Linked DNA regions of Mus musculus: all the other regions are linked to region 2. A link is a contact called in public HiChIP or PLAC-seq data. All regions are on one chromosome and are shown on one strand. Each heading gives the region's core, a stretch centred on a gene start, on an enhancer-like site or on the middle of the called end of the contact. The rest is flanking DNA. Distances are from core to core; before and after follow the strand shown.

What was found. HiChIP or PLAC-seq counts read pairs in DNA pulled down with a chosen protein or histone mark.
Region 1: a contact with region 2 is called in a CTCF HiChIP or PLAC-seq map of the NIH/3T3 cell line, with 9 read pairs. The contact joins the promoter of Fam131b here to the enhancer-like site in region 2. A contact is called at or near these places in 12 of 39 promoter capture datasets (the 3T3-L1 cell line, 3T3-L1-derived adipocytes, the HPC-7 cell line and 7 more), 1 of 15 datasets of contacts at CTCF or cohesin (the NIH/3T3 cell line), 1 of 484 Hi-C or Micro-C datasets (muscle stem cells) and 3 of 9 other capture datasets (adipose tissue, liver and pancreatic islet).
Region 3: a CTCF HiChIP or PLAC-seq map of the NIH/3T3 cell line shows a contact between it and region 2, with 23 read pairs. The contact joins the promoter of Zyx here to the enhancer-like site in region 2. A contact is called at or near these places in 1 of 39 promoter capture datasets (macrophages), 1 of 15 datasets of contacts at CTCF or cohesin (the NIH/3T3 cell line), 7 of 484 Hi-C or Micro-C datasets (the C2C12 cell line, bone marrow-derived macrophages, hematopoietic stem and progenitor cells and 3 more), 3 of 115 datasets of contacts at active chromatin or transcription factors (bone marrow-derived dendritic cells, bone marrow-derived macrophages and embryonic stem cells) and 3 of 9 other capture datasets (adipose tissue, liver and pancreatic islet).

Annotation. Positions count from the first base shown.
Region 1 is chr6:42,321,738-42,326,121 of GRCm38.p6, reverse strand. It overlaps Fam131b (family with sequence similarity 131, member B), which reads left to right and starts at 1,482. Exons shown (of 7, transcript NM_029528.5): 1 at 1,482-1,680; 2 at 4,106-4,215. The coding sequence starts at 1,653.
Region 2 is chr6:42,417,150-42,421,559 of GRCm38.p6, reverse strand. No RefSeq gene overlaps it. Among named protein-coding and RNA genes, the nearest start is that of Tas2r135, 14 kb to the right of the region's middle. Within about 2 kb of position 1,924, at least 54 of the 459 cell types and tissues checked have an H3K27ac peak or open chromatin away from gene starts, as enhancers often do. A contact at or near this core is called in the C2C12 cell line, the NIH/3T3 cell line, bone marrow-derived dendritic cells and 1 more, where this site is marked.
Region 3 is chr6:42,346,839-42,351,086 of GRCm38.p6, reverse strand. It overlaps Zyx (zyxin), which reads right to left and starts at 1,259. Exons shown (of 10, transcript NM_011777.3): 1 at 968-1,259; 2 at 611-830; 3 at 1-141. The coding sequence starts at 818.

The sequences.
Region 1 (4,384 bases), core at 233-2,732, 95 kb after region 2:
TGAATTCATATGGTAATGCTATTTGGATACAAGGTCTTAGAGCAATAGTAAGGATTAGTGAAGGTCACAGAGGTTGGCACTAGAGGCTTTATGAAAGAGGCTGAAGCTAACATATTCATCCTGTCTCATCATATCATCTCCTCGAAGTGTTACAATGCATCAAAGCCCTTAGGACACTTGCAGCAGTTGCAAACACTAAGTTCTTGGCCTTTCCAGCCTCCAAACTTCCAATCTTTATAAACTTCCTGGTCTCAGGAATTTTGTTATAGTACCAAAATGAGCAAAAATATCTATCCTCTCCCATATCTTCATCTGGGATGTCATCAGACGTAATTCCTCAATCATAATCTAAATGTCACAAACTTACACGTGTAAGGCATGCCCTTTTTCTCTGCCTCAAACCCACAAGGCCTCCTGCCCCTCTTCCTCTCTAATCCCAGGAAAGAGACAAAAACCTATGGAAAACAAGCTGGCCCAGAATTAGTGTTTGCTTTTTGTTGTTACCATTGTTGTCAATGGTACCACCCAGACCCGCTTGCCCAAGGTTTGCAGTTACTGGTTCGACTAAGAGGAAATGGTCTCCTTGTCCTTCCTAGTGTGTCTTCTAGACTCTTCTTGCCAGTTGAAATAGTGCCTGCTGACTCTCCCAACTCAGATCTCCCTTTCCTTTCCCATGGGGCCCTTGGTGTAGTGCTGACCCTTCTCGGCAGGGGGCAGTATTCTCCCTTTTGCTGCTTCCGGACATCCACATAAAGCTCAGAAAAGTTAAATTCTGATTTAAAGCCATGTCTTGCGGCCGGTTTCCGATCCTGATATTTTCATTTCCCTACAGCTGCAATAGAATTATTCCCATTCTCCTCCCATCCGGACCCAAGCCTAGAGCTAGAATACTTGCACCATCCCCACACCCATCCCAAAACAGCTAGAGGACAGGGAAGCATCTCGCAGCATCCACTGGCAAAGACTTCACAATATGTTTGGGTGGGCAAAGCAACGCACGTGAAACGCCGGGCAACCAGAACAGCATCCAATCCCGATTCGTGCGTCCCAGATGCAGCATCAGGAAGAAAACAAATGTTTGCGGAATTTGGTACCCAAGGCCAAGCAGGGTGTTCTCTCATCTCCGCCCCACTTTCTCTCTCGGCCTTCTCACCCCGCAGCCCTCAAAGTCCATCAAGCATATCCTAAGGGTGGGCCCTGGCTTCCTGACCGGGCTCCTGAGACAAGCGGGTTATTATCCACATTCTCCATCAGCATCTCCCGGGAGAACTCAGCGGGGATGGCGAGGAGCTCAGGGGCGGGGGTTGCGAAGGACAGGCGGAGGGACGTGGTTGCAGCGCGGCGAGGGGCGCGGGGAGCGCGGTGCCCGGTCGGGGGCAGGGCGGGGAGGCTCTGCGCGCAGCCAATCCCCGAGCAGCCCCCTCCCCGGCCGCGGAGAGCTGAGCGGGGCGGGGGAGCCAGGCGGTGGCGGCGGCGGCAGCGGCGGCGACGGAGGCTGCCGTGGGGAGGGATGGAGAGGGGAGGGGGGAGCGGAGCCGAGCGGAGACAGCCGCGGCGCTGCAGAGCGGCTGGGGCGGCGGCGCGGTTCCCGGTGCTCCCCCCGGCGAGGGCCCCGAGTCGGTGAGGGCCGGGACCCGGCGGCCCCCGGAGCCATGGGCTGCATCGGCTCGCGGACTGTGGGTGGGTACCGCAGCCCGGCGCGGGTCAGGGGCAAGCTCGCCCCGGGGCGCTCCTCCGGCCCCCTCCCCCATCCCCATCCTTGCCCCTGGGGACCTCCCTCCGCGCCCGCCCGGCCCTGCCTCGCGCCTTTACTTTCCCTCCATCCGCTAAGGTCCCTCTATCCTTGTGCCCTCGCGCCTCCAGGGCTTCCATCCCTCTCAGCTCATAGCCTTCTCTCCATCGCCCTCCCGCAGGCGCGGTCCTTCCCTGGTAGCCTCTCCACAGCATCCTTCGCGGCTCAGTCGCTGTTCCCTACTCCCGATGGCCCCATCCCTCCACCTTCAGGCCATTCGCGTCTACTCTGCTGTAGCCAGAGCCTCCCCGAGCCCTTCTTTCGGGAGCAGCCCCTCTTCTCAGAACCTCCTCTCCAGCCTCATCCCTGACTTTCTTCCGCACGCCCCCTCCCATCTTCACCCTCTTCTCCATATGGCATGTGTGTTTTGCCCCCAACCATTTCCCTCTTGGTAGCCTTTTCCCGTCGCTCCTGCCTCCCCCCGATTTGCTTTGTTCACGTGCATTTTCCCTCTGGGGCGGGGGCGGGAAGAGCGTGTGCCACCGGGAGGGAATGGGTTCCACGCTTGGAGGGAATGGTCTTGGGCCGGGGTGCTCTGGAAGAGCCGTGGACTCAGGGAGGAGGTGGAGGTTTACCTCCCCGAGAGAGGTCGGGAGTCCGCTTCCCAGAGGGTGGGGTCCGCCTAGGAACCCTGGGACCCGCCTGCACCTGTCAGCGGGGGCAGGCGGAGCAGGGCCGGCTTTTTATTTACCTTTGGCAGGGGGAGGGAAGAAAGGCGCTTCCTTAATGGTCCTCTCCTTCCAGCCCCTGCCTTACTACCGCCCCCTACCCCCACCCTACGCATCCATTCCACTTTAGGGCTGAACACATTAGTACAGTCCTCTCCCAAACCCCCCAATTTTCCCCTTCCTAACTCCCAATTTCTCCCGCCTACACGCCCTAGTGACCTCAGGCTGAGAGAATAATTCGTATTATTATTACAAACAAACTACACTCTCCGGAAGCCTGATTTCTGAGACCCGGTTTATTTCCATGGAGACCCTCCTCTGCTTTTACCTCTTTCCCTGTTCTCCTCCCCTCCATCTCCCTGCCCCCTAAGGCTCTGACTCAGCTCCCCCTCTTCCTCAAAGGCCACCCCCTCCCTCCCCTCGCTCCCACTCTTCTCCGAGAGAGCTTGCTCTGCCTGCCCCATTACTGATAGGTCCAGATGTCTTTCTGACCTAGCCACAGGTCCTAGTCCTGTCTCTCATCGTTTCACAAGATCCCAAGAGAAGGCATAACAACTTTGGATGTGTGGCAGCCCAGCCCTACCTGTCAGTCCCTGGGACCGCCATCCCCTTTGTTTGTCGCCAGTTCTATTGCTGCATGCTGGATGCTTCTTCCTGCCCAAGACCTAGTCAGTGCACTTCTTTAAAAAAAGGGGGGGGGGGGGGACCTATGATCCTAAACCCAAAAAGCAAAAGTTCATGTAAGCAAGGGCGGATGGCTGCCACCCGATTATTCTTGAATCTCTCTGTAAATACTCAAGGAATTCTTCCCCAAGAGTTACAGAGGAAACCTTGCACTTAGGTCAGGAATCTCCCTCCTGGTTCCCGACTTTTTCACCAGTTCTCAAAGTGTCCTGTCCACCTCTGCCATTGTTTTCTGTCTTCTCACCTTAAATTTCTGTTCTTTTAGCTCTGAAATTATGAAGTCCTCTTGTTTCTTGTTACTATCTCTATTTCCTGAATCTATTCCCTGTCCCCCAAGAGAATTGGGCTCAAAGCATCCATCTCATCTTGGAGCCCTCTGGCTCTCTGGGAAACAGTCCTAAGTTTTCACCTCCCAGCTGCCTCTATCCCCAGTATCATCCTGTCAACCAAGTTCCTGCCGCTTAGGAAGGCCTTGAGGGAGGGGGAAGCCTCATTCCTCTCATCCCTCAAATATCAAGTCGAGTAGGTTCCCCTAGAAAGCTGTGTCCTTGTTTTTAGGGCAGTAATTGATGAGCAGTCTGGATCCAATAAAGACAATCTCAACAATTGCTCAGCACAGAATGGAGAATGGTTTTCCTGATACAGCTTGGTCTTTGACTCCCTCCCTCTCTGTGTAAACAACACCAGAAAAGGCCAGAAAGCTTTTTTTTCCCTAAGTATGCTATTCCCCACTGAGCTGAAAATGAGTGTTTCATTTCACATATTATTTCTCTCTCCAGAAATTAGGGAATGGTAGACATAGAAGGAAATGGATAGTAGGAAGCAGACATTGGGAGACACGGAGGTGTTGAGGGTGGAGGAGGAGGGGCTGGACCCTAGGGTGTGGCCTCTACCTTTTATGGAAAGGGAAGCAGCAAGCCAGTGAAATGAAGGTAAGAAACTAATCTTCTGGCTGCTTTAGGGAACGAAGTGATTGCCGTGGACTGGAAAGGCCTCAAGGATGTTGATCAGATCAACATGGACAGCACCAGCTCGCTGCATGGCAGCAGTCTCCATCGGCCTTCGACAGAGGTAAGGCTGGATGCTTCCGAAGCCCATCCTCTACAATCACCTCCCCCAAGCTCCTAGCTGCTTCACCCATTTCATCATCCCATAAAGCCCCAAGCGGGGAGTCCTCCTCATAGATCCCCCTGCTTCCCTAAAACACACACCAAATGCTCCACACTGAGGTCTTTCTCAG
Region 2 (4,410 bases), core at 675-3,174:
TTGCCCTAGGGCTGACCCAGACTAGAGTGAAGATGCCAGGAGAAGAGTTTTCACTGGGAAGCCAGTGGACTTTCCAGATTGTGTGCTTTACAGTAGACTTAAAGATTCTCACCCAATGTTTAAAATAAGCAAGTAAATGTGAACGGAGAAGTAAGGAAAACATCTCAAGGTTTCAATCAGCTTTACCTAAGAATGAACTTTAACAGTGTCAGGGCAGGGGTCATGTGCCCCAAACTCAGTGACTTTGGGACTCTTTTGATATGAGCTATCTATAAGTGCCTTCTAGAGGAAAGCAAGACACAGAAGGATGTTCAGGCACACACCACCTTGGGAACTTTCTAGAATCTTGATGGGGTGCTCCGCAAAGCAGTGTTCAAGACACTCCCCACATCGGAAGGACTTTGTGGTCCTTACATCCTGGGTACTCTGCAATGTTACCCTCTTCACAGCCACGGTTTAAAGATTTGCTAAGAACATATTAGATACTATATTTTAAAACGATATATATATATATATATATATATATATATGCCAGCAATGCCTACAAATAATTCTATTTACTGTGACTCTCGATCCTTCCTTAGAAAGTATGCACCACCATTCAACTTCTGATTCTCAAAGGGATTTGCACAAAAAATTTTTGCTGAATAGTGTAAAATCTGATTCATTTGAACACATGCTGCAATATAGATGTGGCTTTGGTCCTATAATAAAGAGCATTCTCCAAATGCACAAGTACGGTTTTCTTCTACTCCCACAAAGCAACACAAAAGACGAGCTAGCCTGGGGCCGAGGGTTGGCTGCTTTTCCTTTTTGAGATAATCTTGGTTTGTGACCACATCTTTTGGAGCAGATGCTTTCAGTATCTAGTAATCTGAGGAAACTGGCTTGGTAAATCCTCTGATCAAGTTATGAAAACAGAAGCAGAGGAGCCCTTGTCTTGCTGGGCAATATTCATATCTTCATCTTCTTGATTTTCTTTATATACTTCTGAGCGTACTCCAAACACTACTGAGGTATCTGTGCATGTGACTGCAATGCAAAGATGTTTTAATTCGGAGATTAAGACTGGAGGATTAGGAGTTGTAGGTCACCCTGGGCTACATAGCAAGACCTTGTCTCACAAAGAAAAAATAAGGAGCCAATAAGATGGCTCAGCAGGTAATGACAGTTGCTGCCAAGACTGATGACCTGAGTTTAATCCCCTGGGCCAATACAGTGGGAGAAGAAAACTGACTCTCGAAAATTGTCTGATATGCACCTTGGTGGCCTCCACATAAACACAAAATAAGTAAGTGTAGTAAAATTTAAATAAATAAAGTGGAAGAGTATTTTCAAAACATAAGAAAATAACTATGGCATAATGATTGCCTGTAATACTCAAGAAATAGACAGGCAGATCCCAAGTTTAAGAACAACATGGGTTGCATTGTGGGACTTTCTGACACATAAATTTATATATATATATATATATATATATACACACACACATTTATACCTATGTGCAGATATGTGTGTATGTACTTGTACATATGTACATATACATGTGCATATACAAAACAGTCTTTTCTGTTGAGACCATGAAATCTCATCTCAATTCTGAAGGCTAAGGATAACTTTTTGAGAGCAATTATAATAATCACAATAATAGATTAACAACTCAGCAACCATAGGGAATGCTGCTGATTCACCTCCACACAAGGCACTGGGTAAAACTTGAGAAAGCCAGCTCTTTCCCCAGCTCCTTAAAGATTCCTTAAATATAGTAAAGAGGTGTTAGGAATCCAGACTTCTTCTAACTATAATTCTTTAAACTGCTTATTTTTCTTTCTCTTTGAAACTTCCCACCATTAGGGACAGTACAGTCATACATTGCTTAACAACAGGGAGATTTTCTGAGAAGTGAGTCACTTGGCAGTTTCATCTGCCATTCACCTCCCAGAGTACACTCACCCAAACCTTCATGGCGCAGGCGATCACTCCCCATAGTCTCTTAATGCAATCAGGAAATGTGGCAAATGAAGATGTGTGAGTCTGGTTGGGGGTGCAGCAAGGGGTATGTGCTTACTGTCTTACTGTAAGTTTTCAATTTATAGACAGGACTACACTCTAAAGTAACAGCAAAGCATATAGCATGACAAAAATGCATAGTCATTGGTTTTCATTAGCAAGTATTACATATTTATATAATTGTGCTGATTACTTCTATGACTAACAATACACCAGGTGTGTTTATACCAGCATCCCCACAAACATGTGAGTTGTTCTTTGTGTTACAATGGTTCTATGAACTTTTTTTTAATATTGTGAGACCTTCATCATATCGTAGTCCATTGCTGATGAGACTGCAGTGGTGTAGCATATAATGTGGTCTTTCTGCATCAGGATTGGTTGGGACCTGTTTTTAATGATGACCCAAGTCGTAATAATCCAAAGAGTTTGTCAACAGAGCAGAGAGCCACGATCCTCAAATTTTAGTTCTAAATCCTTTATCCCTGGAGACAGAAAGCGATCTCTCTCTCACTTGAACTGGCAAGATGCCTCAGTAGGTAGAGTACTGTGTCATACAAGTATGAGAATTCAAGTCCAAATTCCTAAACTTGCATAAGTGCCATGCAGTTGTGTGGACCTTCGTGCAATCCTACCATTAGGGAAATAAAGATAGAAGATTCCCCTCAACTAAGTTGGACAATTAGACTATGTGAATCAGTGATCTCTGGGTTCAAGTAAGAAACTCTGATTCGATATAAGGAGAACAGTGATAACGGAAGACATTAAACATAAGACTCTGGCCTCTACATGCACACATAAACATGTGCCACACATGACAACATGTACACAGAGAGAGAAAGACAGAGAGAGACAGAGAGACAGAGAGGGAATATATTATAACTCTGATACAAAAAGTACAATAATCTTTTGGCACAAAAATAATTTTGCATTTTAAATCATCACCATATGCAAAATAGAGTGATTAGTGATAGTATGTAAATATTCTATCTTAACTAGTTTATTCAATCACTTATAAAACCATTTCATTCATAGGACAAGAAACAAAAATTAAAGAAATAACTGGCCACCACTACAGTCCCTCATCATCAGCCTTGACTCTATCATTATCAAACTGAATAAACCTTATTTACAGGTAAAAGTTGTGTCAGTCAGCTCAACTTACTGACGTTCGAAACCACATTTAAGCCACTCACTGCTAAAACACACTGTCAAGTCTTTTATCTGTCACTAAGACCAGTCATCAAGGCCATTAAAAGTTTACTTCATTACAAGCCTAAAACAGAAGCCAACCCCAGGAGAAATAGCAGAAGATACATCCTGTTCACTCTCTGCCTCACAATTTTGATCTGACTTCAAAGACTCAGCTTGCTTTACAGTTTTTCTCCCACTTAGGGGTCCATTCACATAGCTTTCTTCTTCTGCCCATTTTCACCTGAGTGATTCACACAAGAGGATCCAGTGAGGCAAACCATTAACATTGAGGCAAAAAAGATCATGATGGCATTAGGAAATGTCAAGCCAGAAAAATTATCACAAGAAATAGATGGAAATTCTCTTAGATACCATATTAGAATTCACAAACAAAATATGCAGCAACATATTATAAATAGATCATGCTAGGCAATGGCTGTACTAGACTAACTTCTATTTTAGAATTGGAAATTCTAATCTAACACTATTAGAACTTGACTTATAGTCTCTTTAGCTCTTCATTGTTTTGCATTCTTCTAACTAGTTCATGCATACAGGAAGAAAAACAGCATAGAATGTTTCTTGAATGTTAGCACCCTGCCTGCACGTACCCATTGCTCTCAGTAGACAGACGTGTATATAGATCACCATTGTCTAGATTGATAAATTCTTTTTTAATTAATTCAACTGGAATTTTTTATAAAGGGTCTCATATATCTCATGCTTACCTTGAACTTATCTCGAACTTCTGGACTTCCTGCCTGTACTGACTAGCTTTGTGTCAACTTGACACTGCTGGATTATCACAGAGAAAGGAGCTTCAGTTGAGGAAATGCCTCCGTGATATACACTGTCAGGCATTTTCTCAATTAGTGACCAAGGGGGAAAGGCCCCTTGTGGGTGGGAGCATCTCTGGGCTGGTAGTCTTGGTTCTATAAGAGAGCAGGCTTACAGCCCGTAAAGAACATCCCTCCATGGCCTCTGCATCAGCTCCTGCTTCCTGACCTGTTTGAGTTCCAGTCCTGACTTCCTTTGGTGATGAACAGCAGTATGGAAGTGTAAGCTGAATAAACCCTTTCCTCCCCAACTTGCTTCTTGGTCATGATGTTTGTGCAGGAATAGAAACCCTGACTAAGACACTGCCTTTACCCTCTGAGTGTGGGAGTTACAGACACATAGCATCATGCCATTCATGGGATGCTAAGA
Region 3 (4,248 bases), core at 10-2,509, 70 kb after region 2:
AGGGGAAGATGTCCTCCTCCAGAGGAGCAGGGGGGAATGGTTCCTCGATCATCGGGGGAGGTGGAGGTGGGAAGGCACCTCCCAGGGCACCCTCTGAGTCGTCGCCCTCCCCAATAAGGGGAGGAGGGGGCAAAGGAAAGTCTGGGTAGGAAGGAGAGAAAAGGCTATCAGTACCGACCCTCTTTCCTCCTCTCCTCAGACGACTGCTTTAACCCCTAATCCAAGAACTCTTTCCTGCATCCCAAGAGTGTGTGCAGACCATAACGAGGGGCTCAGGATGCCCTGGGCGAAGCAGGTCGAGTGAGAACGAGCCAGGTTGAAGAACCGTGCAGCTCCCGTTACACTTCAGAGAACGGATCCAGAGGGGAAGATTCCTGGCCCACATTCCCGCCTCCTACCCCCAGGCGGGAGACTTGGAACAGTCCCAAGGGTCCTGGCTCCCAGCCAGGAGCTCCAAGATGAGGTAAGAACATCTGCTCAGGACAGGGTAGCCACCCAGCGCCCAGCCCCCTCCGCAACAGCCTTTTCAGACAACCCCAAATTCCCCAAACCACCGACCCCCACCCCTGGCGCCCGAGAAAGATCAGGGCCCCCAATCCCAGCCGCATACCTTCCGGGGGTGGTGGTGGGATCTCGCCCACCCGACCCATCTGCGCTCTTTGGGCCCCGGCTGCTACAGGAGGCTCGCTGTCCCCAGGCCGGAAAGGATTCACTTTGGGCTTTGGGGCCACAACCGGGGCGAACTTCTTCTGCGGGGCGTAAAACGCGGGGGCCGAGACGGAGACGGAGATCGCGGGAGGCGGGCGGGGGGCCGCCATGGCCAGGCCGGGCTGCAGGGGGTGGGGTCGTCAGGTTACGCAGAGCGGTGTCGGACTGACACTCCTCGGTCTAAGCGCCCCTCGGTGACCCCACCCGCGCCTCCCCGCGTCCCCTTCCCGGGGCGGCGGAGCTTCTCCCCGCTCCTCACCGCGCGCAGGAGCGTGAGAGGCGCGTCTCGGATGACCGCCTCGGCGCCGAGTCCGCGGACTCTGCGTCCCGGTCCGGAGCCGCTTCTAGCCAAGCGGGGAGGGACGTCGTGCACGGGAAGGGAGGGAGGGGGCGGGGAGAGAGCGGCGCCCAGACCATACAAGGAGCGGCCCGGAGAGGGGGCGGGGAGAGACCGGGGAGGGAGGACCCGACAGGAAACTCCCCCAGGAAGGGGCCCAGGTCCTGCCCCGGGCTCCAGGCTCTGCAAAGGTCCGCCTGCGGCCTCCCTACTCACCACCGCCCCCGCCGGGCACAGACCACCCTTCCCCAGCACAGGCCTCTGATGTCATTTCCTGACCTGCCACCTACCCCACCTCCCTCCTCCCGACCCGCGAGTGCTGGAGAACTGACTCACTGTCCGCACTCCAGGCTGAGCAGGCTGGCTAGTAATCCCAGCGGTCCTGAAGCAGCTCAGTCGCGCACCCCGGGCCTGCCTGCCATTGACCGACCCCGCCCCTCCCTGCAGCTTCAGCTCCGCGTCCCACGTGTCCTGTGGTCAGTCCCGGAACGCAGGACTGGGATGGAACTGTACTCCTGGGTGGGCGGGGGATGGTGAAGGGACGTTGGCCCTGCGGGCACTTGGCTCCCAGGCCGGCCTTCTGTAACCCACTAGTGTGTGAGCAGGAGCCTAAGCTGGGGGAATGCTAACTTCCTGAGCTAGGCAGCCTCTTAAGGCTTCTAGGAATTCGCTTTGCCCTAGACCCGCCTGCAATAGTATTGCCCCGGGGACAAGAGTCCAGTGCTTTGAGTCCAGGAATGGAGGTACAAGGGCGAAGTCAGGGCGAGTGGTCAGACAACCTAGGAAGACCCAAATAGCCCCCGGGGACTAGTCCTTGAGGATCCCTTCAGCAAGCCTTTCCCAGTCCCTCAAGAGTCTTTGGGTTGTCAGCGCGCCCCGGGACAAAGCTCGGTGGAGCCCCCCACTGGTCCTACCAGATTCCTCAGCCTGAGACTGCCCCAGGCTACATGAAAGAGATATGACTAAGCTGGTGTCTGCTTTTCTTACTTTCTTAATCTTGCATCTTTCCCTTCCGATCTTCTTCTTCTTCTTCTTTTTTTTTTTTTAAACAACACACGGAAACTTCGTCCAAATTATAGAGTTACGAGCTAGAGCCTCTAGTCCAATATCCAACCCTCGGTGCTTCCTTTGGTTTCGCCCTGTCATCCCTGGCTGAGGCTCCAAACCTTGGCGCTCCCCATCTGCTGCACCCTACTGTCCAGTATGGTTGGTCAGTATATGTCCTTGAGCTATGCTTTAGGGGCATGCAAACTAACCCCATGAACCTAGGATAAGAAACTGGGGGATGTTACCTGAAAAGACGGCCCCAAGGGTTGCACTCAGGTCAGAGTTAATTAACCCTGTTGGCAAAGATGGAGAAACTCCGTGAGGTCAGGGAGCCTGGTTTCCAACTCAGTGGACAAGATTTTTCATTCATTCGGTTTCATTGCCTCCATTGTAAAAGGGATGGCATTTAGTTCGTTTGCCTGCTGCTTTATGTGAAGAGATAAATAACATGCCATGCCTGAAAATTCTATATAGTTCTCAGTATTACTTCCAAGTTCCAGCCTGGAAAACAACGGAAATTTCCAGCCAGTTAACCTAGGCAGCTTTCTCTCACATGCTCCCTTCTAGCTTGCCAGGCAGGTTTACTGTGTCTTAGGAGATTCAAAGCCCTCTCCTACTGTCAACCTTAAGCCTTGAGTCATATCTATGACTATACATTCATCATCTTTCCAGGCCCCGCTAGTCTCTCTTTTCTCTGTCATCTTAATGTTTCCATCACCAGTGTTTTGCGTTTCATGTGTGACCATACATGACACAAAGTGCTCAGGTAGACACACCCTAACATGCACGAGCTGGTCCTAGGCCTGTTCCTATGAAGATCTGTTAGAAATTTGATACTGGATTTACTCTGTGTGTCGGAGATTGTTTCTTGGGCTTTTCAGACCAAGAGTCATCACCATCCTTCTAAATATGCCTGTATGGGGAAATGGAGTTTCCAGATAACTTTATAAGAGTAAAAGCCACCTACCCTCTAAAAGCCTCTTTAAGGAACATCGGAAAATAGAGTCTGTTTAATTGTTGGCAGCTGAACCTATTTATAAATCAAGAATAGGAGAGTGTGTAGGCAGACTCAATTTCACAGACAACTAAGAGCATTCAAGATGCAGAATATTAGAGCTTAGAGTTTTAAGCCAGCCGTTTTAAGTACAAATTAGAAACAAAACAGAATTTCTGAAAGGGTCAGAGTGACTGGCCCAGGATTTCTCAGGTGGAGGTTAGAGTCAAATGTTCAACATCCTTAATCATCAGGGAAATGCAAATCAAAACAACCCTGAGATTCCACCTCACACCAGTGAGAATGGCTAAGATCAAAAATTCAGGTGACAGCAGATGCTGGCGAGGATGTGGAGAAAGAGGAACACTCCTCCATTGTTGGTGGGATTGCAGGCTTGTACAACCACTCTGGAAATCAGTCTGGCGGTTCCTCAGAAAATTGGACATAGTACTACCGGAGGATCCAGCAATACCTCTCCTGGGCATATATCCAGAAGAAGCCCCAACTGGTAAGAAGGACACATGCTCCACTATGTTCATAGCAGCCTTATTTATAATAGCCAGAAACTGGAAAGAACCCAGATGCCCCTCAACAGAGGAATGGATACAGAAAATGTGGTACATCTACACAATGGAGTACTACTCAGCTATTAAAAAGAATGAATTTATGAAATTCCTAGCCAAATGGATGGACCTGGAGAGCATCATCCTGAGTGAGGTAACACAATCACAAAGGAACTCACACAATATGTACTCACTGATAAGTGGATACTAGCCCAAAACCTAGGATACCCACGATATAAGATACAATTTCCTAAACACATGAAACTCAAGAAAAATGAAGACTGAAGTGTGGACACTATGCCCCTCCTTAGAAGTGGGAACAAAACACCCATGGAAGGAGTTACAGAAACAAAGTATGGAGCTGAGATGAAAGGATGGACCATGTAGAGACTGCCATATCCAGGGATCCACCCCATAATCAGCTTCCAAATGCTGACACCATTGCATACACTAGCAAGATTTTACTGAAAGGACCCAGATGTAGCTGTCTCTTGTGAGACTATGCCGGGGCCTAGCAAACACAGAAGTGGATGCTCACAGTCAGCTAATGGATGGATCACAGGGCTCCCAATGGAGGAGCTAGAGAAAGTACCCAAGGA